Regions from separate parts of the Anas platyrhynchos genome. Here region 2 is linked to region 1. Evidence: chromatin contacts called from public Hi-C data. All regions are on one chromosome and are shown on one strand. Each heading gives the region's core, a stretch centred on a gene start, on an enhancer-like site or on the middle of the called end of the contact. The rest is flanking DNA. Distances are from core to core; before and after follow the strand shown.

Region 1 (5,439 bases), core at 1,143-3,642:
GGAGGGGTGCACGTCAAGAATGAGAGCAGTCAGTGTCTCAGGCTGAATTTCTTTTCCCCCATGGGCCACTGATTTTCTCAGATCTAAGTTTAAATACTGGTTTCTGTTCCCTTCATGAACCTCACTTCTAACAGCTGCTGCAGTTCTTTCCAACTGCAGCCTTTCCCACCAGCTCTGCTCTTGCTTCCCTTCATGTAAATGAACTAATGTTGGACCAGATTGTTTTGTATCCTTGCTTCGTTTTTTTGTTGGTGGTTTTGTTTGTTTATCTGGAAAAACAAGACCCACACAACTCTATCTGTAGTGCCAGCAGCAGCAGAGGTATTTTGTTTCAACAGTATTTTGTTTCGTTTCCTCTCTGCCTGGGAAGGACACTGGTAGAAATATTGCCATTTTCTGATGGGGTAACACTAGGTGTGGGTGAAATGGCAAGAGGTGGGCGCTGTGCTGCGTGGTAAATGTGTGGAAAGGGTGTTGCAAAGGATTGCAGCACATTGTGATAACAATCATGACAAAGAAGAGATGTCATATATATTATCTGAAGTACTACACATAATATAGGGGGGAGAGCCATATTTTACATTAAACATATGTTCTAGGATTCATCCCAGTGACAGCGTAATGTACCACTTACTGCTGTCTGATAACACGTCATATTATTTTTCTTCTTGCTCTCCCTAAAGCTAGTTACAGTAATGTGAAATGAACATTTTCTAGTTCTGTCAGGAGTTTAAAATCCATGAGATTCTAGCACCACCCGCTGCTTATAATCCTAATAGGATTTTTAACTGCTTTTGCCTGTGCTTTATTTCCCCAGGAGCTACTACCATTTAAAAGAAAACCTTTGTTAAGGAAAGGCAAGGTGGAGTTCAGGTATATCGTATATCCATTCATTTGTTGTGCTGAGCATATCTGATGTTTCCTGTGCAAAAAGGTCTTCGAGCTTCTATTTTTAGTGTTCTAATAAGTAAACTGCTGAGTTCCTTTAAAAGTTAGGAAACAAGTGGGCAGTGTTTTACAAGAAGTTGGCATTTTTAACTCTGAAGCCCTTATACAAGTAACAAAACTATACTGAAATGAGAGGCTCTTTCTTTAACAGGCTTTGCAGTCTTGGCTAATCACTTAAACAGTGAGGAAATGACTTTCAGTATAATTGAAGTATAAGGTCTTAATTAAGAGCTCGTGTCCAAATGTTTGTTAGGGTAAGGGACACTTGCATGAAAAATACAGAGAACAGCATGAATGGCAGGACTGTGAGATACAAACAAGCAGATATTCGAGTCAAGGAAATTAGTTTGCTGTGATTGTCAGCCTGGATGTTGCAGGTTCAGGCAGTGTTACTCAGGATTTATTTATTTTTTCAGAATATACAGTTTGCGAAGTATCAATTGAATCATCTTGCAGGAGCACGGAGGCGTTTGTAGTGGACTGTGTGGCTGCTCTGCTAAGTTGTGAGTCCTCGTTTCTCTCTCTCTGGCCCTCTCCACCTGCCTTGAGTTGTTTCAGCAAAGTTTTGTACCGTTTGAGTGAGGCCACTAAAAGGAGTCACGGATTTGCTCGCTGAGAGAGTAGGAAGGATTCGGTGCCCCAGCAGGGGAGCGGTGGATGGAGGCAGGCAGTTTGTGTGTGGTGTGCTTGAGTTGAGCAGCCTCTTGCTCCTCTGTCCCTGTGGTTGTTGCTGTGTGGTCCCAGTGATGGCTGTGCTGCTGGGTGCTGGCAGGCGGTCCAGTCATCTCCTCACTCTTCACATCATCTGCATGGAGCCCAGGAGCTCTGTTCATGCCATCTGTGTGGCCCTCTGAAGAACGAGGGCCTGCCCAAGATGAGTGAAGTGTGAGATAACTTAATTTTTCTGTTGTGTTTTCATCCTTTGTTATTTGAATAGAGAAACAGTAGCAGTCAGCTTAGCCTTAACGTTTTGGAAACTGGTGATTGTCACTGATACATGGTGAGTGTTCTCTGAGATCAGAAGGCATAGAGAAAGGAATGAATCATAGATATCCTGCAGAGAACTGAGCTACAAGCAGCAGGGAAGAGATAGAAAGAAGAGGGCTTTTTTATAGCCATACTTTAATAAACAGCTAAGTTGCACGATCTCCTATGGCAAACCAGTGGGTAAGGAAAAGAAAAATAACACCAAAAGATAGTTTTTGAGATGGATAGATTATTTATTTTACCCAAAAAAAAAATTGTTGCTGAGAAGTAAAACTGGATATAACTAACAAAGCAAAGGAGTGTAGCTCTGTGTCCAGACTCATTGAAAGATTGTTCCACTTCTCCCCAGCCAGTTTTTTTTTTTGTTGTTCACCCAGTTGGTTGCTTCTCTTCTAACTTGTCTGCTTTGTGTCCTTAATAAAGAAGCCAAATCCAATATTCCCTTAACCTTGAACATACGTGTGTATGTACTTTCAGACTGGTAGCTGTGCCTTTGCCCTCTCCCCCTATCCTCAACTTGCGTTCATTTATGGTCACAAAAACATGGCTACTGTCAGATTGTATATTAAATAGCTAAAGTATTGTGTGACTGGACTCAAGCTATAGTGAAGTCAGGGCTGTCGTACATGGTGTAAAACTAAATTAAAAAATTGTGCTGCATAAACAGGTGATCTTGGGAGCAGTAGCATTCAAGTAATTCCCAACCTGGCTTAAAAATAAAATAAAAATTGTCTTTCTGCACTCTCATTTTGTTCTTCCTGTAAACATGATTTTAAAAACACACTTGGGGGTAGGATCTGAAAGTGAACATTGTGTTCTGTGACTTCAGGACAGACCACACAAAGAAGCTTAGTATTCAGAAACTTGTGTCTCTATCCACGTGGACACACTTTTTCCTGTGAAAGTGCTGGTACTGATGCTGAACGTGAAGTCCACAGGCTGATGGAATAGCTTCTCCATTGGGTGAGGGGTAAATTTTTATATCCTGCCACTGTCTTTGAGCACACACCAGTGTGCCTGAATGCCAGTTGAACTGGCAGGTGGTGAAACCACATTTGTCTGGGCTGTTTTAATAAAATCTGATCAACTGAAGTAAACAGACTTTCTGTGCCCACTGCCCTTTTTTTTTTTTTTTTTGGTAGTCAATTCCATTTTTTGTTATTCAGATATATTTATTTTTAATAGCATACAACTTTGAAGGAGTTACTAGAATTCTTTCTTTTTAATCATTGAAGGTGTAGGTTTCTATTGCTGTTTTCTGTGTATAACAGAAAATATTCTTTCCTTTTTTGTCATTCAACGTCAGCAGCCCCAGATAGGTAAACAGTGGGAACCTAGGATTCCTTCATACAGAAAGGCTCTAATAGGTGACAAAACCAGTAGATCTTCCAAACATTTTTACAAAATCTTGTATCTTTGTAAAATGGAAGAATAGCAAAATTAATTGCACATAGTGGGCCTTCTTCACATGTCTTGCCTGCACTTTTTGGCTTGCAACAGAAAATAAATTGTATTTATAAGAGCACTGACAATGCTTTTGGCATCCTCGTTGACAAATAGGTAGCACTTTTAAATTTCTCTAAAATTCTCATTATGTGCTTATGAAATGGCAGAATTTTCATGATAGGTAAGATTTTAAAGTTCAGGTTTGTAACTGAAATGCTAATGAATTAATGATTAAGCACTTAGTAAGTCTGCATTTTAGATAATCATTACTTTTTCGAATGTGACTATGACATCTCTCTTGTATGATGTTCTATCATGATGGCTGTGTCCGTAAAATAGAATGGGAAAAGATTTTTGTTTTTACTAACCTAGAGAAGAAACGTTGATACATACAATACTCACAATTTTAAAATAGTAAATATATTTACATATGTTGTAAATTAACCAAAGAAGGCTGAGACAGCATGCTTTTGCCATATTGAAACAAGTCAAAATTCTTAGACTACTTTTTTTTTTTTTAATTTTTATTTTTTATGGTGAAATTACCATTTTCCTGATGGAAAGGTCTTCCAGAATATTTAGACCTATTCTTACTTCATATGTCTATGGGATGTTTTATAACCAGTCCTTTTCTAAAGTACACTTTGAAATTAATCTTCGTTTTTGTTGAGAGAACCAGACCTTTAGATTACAGTACTTGGAGATAAAAAAGCACACAAATTTGAAAACATGACAAAAACATGGCAAAAAAAACAAACAAACAAACAAAAAAAAAAACAGACAAGATGCATAGTCTGTGATTCGTAGACACATAAAGCTGTTACGGTTGTGTACAGAGACTTAAATATATATTTACTTCTGTATTCATTTGTATATTCTGTATTCATATGGACATAACCTGTAGGACTCTGATTTATTTTAGAAACAGCAAAGTATTAGTTTACTGCTGCTGCCATTTAGTGGCAGTATACGATCATCTGCTGTATTGCTGCATGGTTTGTTTGTTGTCATCTGGCAGCATTGACTTTAGCACTTTTCATACCAGAGAGAGCTGGTGTGAGCTGTGGTGATCTCCAAAGGTTAATTATGTTGCAGCTGAACTAAAGCAACTTTCTTTTAATTTCCAATACCTAGCTTTCTTGTTGTTGTTTTGATCAGTGCAGGTAAAATATTTGCTGTTTTGCATTTATTTTAACTGCCTTAAAAAACAGCATATTTGTTTCTCTCCTAGTCTTAAACAAAAAACAAGTAATGATATTTTTTCCCACTTACTGACAGGCAAGCGCAAGCTGTTTGTATTCCAGCAGTTCACCTGCACATGACTACAGCCACCATGCAAGTCAGCCAGAAAGACTTTGAAAAGGCTCAAGAACAGCTGAAGCTTTTGAAAAAGGATCCAGGGAATGAAACTAAGTTGAAACTCTATGCTTTGTTTAAACAGGTAGGCTTAAATTCCATTTTTTGTAAGAGGCATTTATAAGCTGAGGGGATGGACCTGTAAAATATATTATTAAAATACAAGTTGTTCAAATGTGTTGTCTTAACAATTTCTTCAGGTGCTCAAATTATATTCCTGACATGCTAGTCCCTCAGGCTCTGCCTGAATTCTACATGTGGCCAGAACTATTACATCTTATAAGTCATGATTTAAATATAAACTGCTATTCAAAGAAATAGAGCCAAATTACATCCAGTTTGTGATGTCTTCCATATAATGTAGCATATATTGATGCAATGACGCAGGAAAACTGCTTGTGCCTGGAAAAAAAAAAAAGAAAAGAGAATGCCACATGCTTCCTCTTGAATTTTTCATCTATTGTCAGTCAACTGGTCCTATACTACAGTGATGTAAATATTTGAAGGTTGCTTTTGGTTGTTGTGGCAAGCTTTTTTGTCTGTTTGTTTTGTTTTTAATTCAAGAAGCTGTTCTCCCAGGTTGATCCTGAGTGAAGGTTGTCCTTTACTACCCATGGAAGCAGACCTATGTAGAAGTAGTTGCTCTTAAGGGTATTTGTACTGGTATCTGGGGAAGCATTTGTGGATCAGGGTTAATACATG
Region 2 (5,119 bases), core at 1,573-4,072, 33 kb before region 1:
AAAAAATCTTGACTTTTCTTCAAATGTCAGTAAAAGTTAAAAATAGGAAGGTACCAGAAAAGCCTTTTATTGTGCAGTCATAACAGTACCACATCACGGCTGAGCACTTCAATTAAAATGATACAGCATGACAGTGATGTGATACATCTCTGCACTTGGTCTTTCAGGATGCAGCAAAAAATTAGTACAATTTTGATTCTGTCTGCCAACCTTCTTTTTTTTTTCAAATAGGTTACTCATATGAGATAGTAAAGTATTCTTTCCATTGTATGCTGTGATACAGGTATTTTTAAACACATTTTTCAGGTGTTAAAAGCAACATTATTGTGTGGCCTCCAAGCCTGCTAAGACAAGAGAAGGAAGACTAAGAAAGATTTTGGAAAACAATATTTTTAGCTGGACAAAAGAGTCATCCATTGTTTGGAAAACCACAGCCAGGATAGTTATGTTGTCTTGCAAATTAGATAAGAGTTGCAGGTGTGAAATTACTTTTGATATTTAGATAATTAAATTAATTTAGGAGACAAATTCATGCTGACACTTGTGAATTTATGGATGCTGATACAGATCAGATTGAAAATGAAATGTGAAAGCCCTTTAAAGCTGAAGCCATTTAAAGAGGCATTTGTAAATTCTATGAACTTTGTGTTTTCTTTACAGTGAAGGGCCATCACAAGCAAACTGTTTTCTTCAAAAAACAATCCTGTTCTATAATGTATAAATTATTGTAAGTGTCTCTGGTACAGTAAAAATATAGAAGTCAACCTTAATGTATAACCAACAGGATATTCATGAATATTTTGTTTCTTAACACTGTGTAAATTAACATCAAGGAAAACTGCAAAAGGAAGTGAGTTTTCAGATGCATTTATTAAGTAGAAAAAGGCAAAAAAAAAATCATGATTGTGCAAAATCTTGTATATGCTATGATTCTCACCAGTGAAAACAATTTTAAGTTAAAGCATTCATATAGGCATTTGCTGTGCTGTGTTAAAAATCAGTAAGAACACAGTGGCCAGTCCATTTAAAACCCAGGTTCATGAAGTTCCCCTCCAAGGTGACTTGGCCATGAAATCATCTGCTTGTGATATGACTTACTTGGTCCAAGATATTTTGTTGATACATTTTTGCAGAGAGTACTTCCAGAAACTGCAGATGTTCTTTTCATCTCAGAGAAGAAAGGGAAAACTAATCATTATTTGGTTCCTGCTCTGCGAAAGTATTTTAAGAGAGCATTGCATTTTGTCATAGTGTTATTTTCAATAGCAAGAGATAGAAATCCAATACTATTCTTCCAGTCTGCAACTTCTTCCATTTATTTAACCACTCTCAGGTTCTTTTAATTGATGTTTCTGCCCATACAGATGATGCAAAACATCAAAACCAAGGTGTCTAACTCAGTAGCATCGCATCAATGGAAAAACACGTGTAGGAGTAATCTCAGAAGGTAAGTCTAATTGCTGTTTAAGGAACACAACTATTCTTTTAAACTCTAACGCCTGGTAATATTAGATTATTTATTTATCCAGAATTGATAAATAAACACTGCAATTGGTAACTCAACAACAGAAGTGATTCTGAAACCAGCAGGCATTTCACAGAAGACAGCATTATATATATGATAAAAATGTTGCATGAATCAACACTGCAGAACCAGAGAATATAATAAGGACACATAACTCAGAAAAAAAGGCAACAGGGAAATACAAACAACAAACAAACAGACAAAAACACTTGGAGAGAAAGCATCTACCCTAAGTGGGGCAGGGAGTGAGGAGGGATAGATTAAAGTTGTTAGACAGGATAGAGCAAGTTAATTCGTATCATTACACCTGAAAAGAGACATTTACAGAAAAAAAAAATAAAAAAAATCCGCATGATAACTGTAGTGATAGGAACAGCTGGAATATGGGGCAGCCTAAAGACCATTTGTAGAAGCTGCACTACTAAAAATACCCAAAATCAACGGAAGGAATGAATTTAAAGTATTAGAAATGACAGTTTTTCTCCCAGCTAGACTGTAACACCACAACCTGGGCAGAAATATGCAATGTGAGACCGTGTCACCCTGCTGAAGTCAAAGTAGACAACATCCATTCTTCCTTCCTCATCCCCTCATCCATAGATATAGTCATTTCATTATAAAATGAATCTGGTTGATCCAGCATATTATTCTTGGCAAATCTGTCTGTTCTCGGTGACCTTCTGCTTCATAGGCTGAAAACTGGCTTCCAAGAGGACTTGTGCCATGAATTTCCTAGAGGTATAGCTGAAGCTGACCTATCTGGTTCCATGAACGTGTATGGGTTAAGATTTCTCAAGAGAACCCTAACTTGGTCCTCTTCCACTACCAGTAGTTGTCTCCTGTTTGAACCCTCTAGGCACAAAGGCTTGAGAAATGTTGATAAAGACAGAGGCAAAGAAAGTGCTGAGTATCTCCGTCTTATTTATATCTGCTGTCACTAATTTACCCAGTCCATTTAGCTGTGGGCCTACATTTTCCTCATTTGTTCTTTTACTGCCAAGTCAGGGGGAACAGATACTTTGATATTTACTGCCAGTTTCAACTCCAGCTGAACTTTTGCTGTCCTTGTGTCACCCCTGGCCTGGGCAACTTCAATAATCCTTGTCTGTACTCTGTTCCTGCTTCTGCCACTTACACCTCTTCTTTTTCCATCGGAGCTCAGCACAAGTTCCCTGTTTGGTTAAGCCAGTCTTGTGGCATGTGTACTTATTTTCCTGATCCCTGGAATGTACAACTCTTTACTCATATTACTTGACAATACATTCTAAATGAGTCATTTTTCTTGAGCTCCTCTGCCTTTCAGAGCTGCCTCCCACAGGATCCCAGACACCACTTCCCTCAATAAGTCATTCGTCTCTTCTGAGTCCCGGGGTCTGTTCCCTATTCATTGCCTACCTCACTCCTCTTGGGACCTTGAGCATCAGTGTTTTATGGTCAATACAGACAAGGCTGCCGTCTCTCTAATCAACAAACCACGTCATCTCAGACCATAATGTTCTGGGGGAGGATGTACTCAGTCCTACAACACACACAGTAGGGATCACCGCTGTGAGGTTACAGTCCCAGGACGTGAAATGCTTACAGAGGAAGGCTCATGGTGCAGCAGAAAATATGTTTGTTTTATTTTCCTTCTCAAAAATGTAAGAAATGGCAGAGGCTATACTCTGTGCATCTATGTATTTCACTATTAAGGAGAATTTGTCAGCCTTTACAGGATACACTTATCAATCCTGATATGTCACATAAATACACTTATTCTTTATATGATAGGGAACTGGGGGATTTTGAAGCTGTACTCTTATCTACTTTCTTTTAAAAACCCAGCCATGACAACAGTACCAGTCTCCTATGAATTCAGAGGCAGCTGTTTATTTCTTTATGCTTCACTGTCTTTCTCCACCCTGTTGTCTCTTAAATTGCAAGCTTTGTGGCAGGAAAGTCTTTTGTTCATTGTTTTTTGTTTGTTTATTTGTTTTGGGTGGTGGTGGTTTTTTCTTGGACATCACCCAGCACAATAGGGAATGAAGTCCCCAAGCTTTAACATAGTACTAAGAAACAAATGCTCATTTTTTTTTCTTTTTCTAATTTTCTATATTTTAGGTGACAATTCAGACCATTTTCACCCAACTCAACCAAACTCCAGGAACTGTTCCATAGATATATTCCCAAAGATAATGGTTTCAGCTACAGTGAGCACATTATTGTTATAAATGCTCTTCGGATTTGCCTAGGACAAATAATACCCAATATGTAATCTACAGATAAAAAAACATCTTTTTAAAGACAGACAGAAGCACAAAGGGATGACCAAATTATGGGCACTACTACCAGAGGAAGCAAAACTATCTTTGTTATAGCCAGTGTTTTTTCTTTTTCCAAAAAACAATAGAAAGACAAATTAGAAAGAACATGACATTGTTCTTTACAAGAGAGGATGTGAATTCTTATTACTGAAGAATTAGCATAGTTGTACATAATCTTTTATATGGGCACTTGGGCCCAGAGAAAGGTTACATTTTATTTTTGAAAGCTTTGGAATACCAGAACACCAATGTTTTGTCATGCCTTCAGTGACAGAGAGTAAAAAACAGAGACAAAACACCCAGCAAGCATAGGTATGTGCTTCAAGGACAGTGAAGAAATTAAGAACAGCCTGTCTCTCTAAAGGTTTTGCTTCCTCTTTCTGTCTTCCTTTTCATAGGTACACACATCGTTCTTCTATAACTAGTTGATAAACTGAATTCCTTCCAAAGGTGCTAACTAAAATGACACTACTTTTAGGGGCGAGGCAACAAAATGTATACCTCTTGCCTCTTGAGATGACGCTCCTCAGGTCAACACAGAAGTGATCCAACTACCAGACACTTGATCCGTATTTTTCAGACAATTGAGTATTGACAGTAACTCTCCTCCCTAACTCTCCTCCCCACAGCCGTGGTGTTTAAGAACACAGGCTAGAGCTATGTTGTTTCTTCACAAGCATAATCAAGGTATCAGAGGATTTCAGAAGTACTGACAAACAATTTCATATTCTTATTTTGTGTCTAGATGCCAGGATTATTTTATTGTGGAGCTAATTGTAGTTTGCAGAGTTTGTGTTAAGTGCCGTGCCTGGACTTCGGCAAAGCAAAATGGTGCAAAAAGCTAGAACTGATGTGGTAATCCATATGTACTGGGGCATAGCAGTAAAATGCTGACTGGTACAACAGAGGCTTGCAAAAGTGTTTTTTTAAGAACACAGCTGCAGATCACAATATGATAGATGAATACTTTTTTGCATAGCTTCTTCAATAAACTGCATTTTATCAAAATGCTTGACCAAAAGACAGATATTACAGCATAAGTTCATCAATGATCTGGACGACGGCATTGAGTGCACCCTCAGTAAGTTCACAGATGACACCAAGTTAGGTGCGTGTGTCAATCTGCTCGAGGGTAGGAAGGCTCTGCAGGAGGATCTGGATAGGCTGCACCGATGGGCTGAGGTCAACTGCATGAAGTTCAACAAGGCCAAGTGCCGGGTCCTGCACTTGGGGCGCAATAACCCCAAGCAGAGCTATAGGCTGGGAGACGAGTGGTTGGAGAGCTGCCAGG

The links. Hi-C and Micro-C count contacts between places; a contact is called where the count stands out from the background.
Region 2: a Hi-C map of liver shows a contact between it and region 1, with 1.7 times the contacts expected there. The contact joins two enhancer-like sites. A contact is called at or near these places in 2 of 8 Hi-C or Micro-C datasets (liver and skeletal muscle).

The regions. Positions count from the first base shown.
Region 1 is chr2:88,743,349-88,748,787 of IASCAAS_PekinDuck_T2T, reverse strand. It overlaps ECI2 (enoyl-CoA delta isomerase 2), which reads left to right. Exons shown (of 10, transcript XM_005010716.6): 2 at 4,660-4,822. Among named protein-coding and RNA genes, the nearest start is that of ECI2, 15 kb to the left of the region's middle. Within about 2 kb of position 2,392, at least 2 of the 8 cell types and tissues checked have an H3K27ac peak or open chromatin away from gene starts, as enhancers often do.
Region 2 is chr2:88,776,989-88,782,107 of IASCAAS_PekinDuck_T2T, reverse strand. No RefSeq gene overlaps it. Among named protein-coding and RNA genes, the nearest start is that of ECI2, 19 kb to the right of the region's middle. Within about 2 kb of position 2,822, at least 7 of the 8 cell types and tissues checked have an H3K27ac peak or open chromatin away from gene starts, as enhancers often do.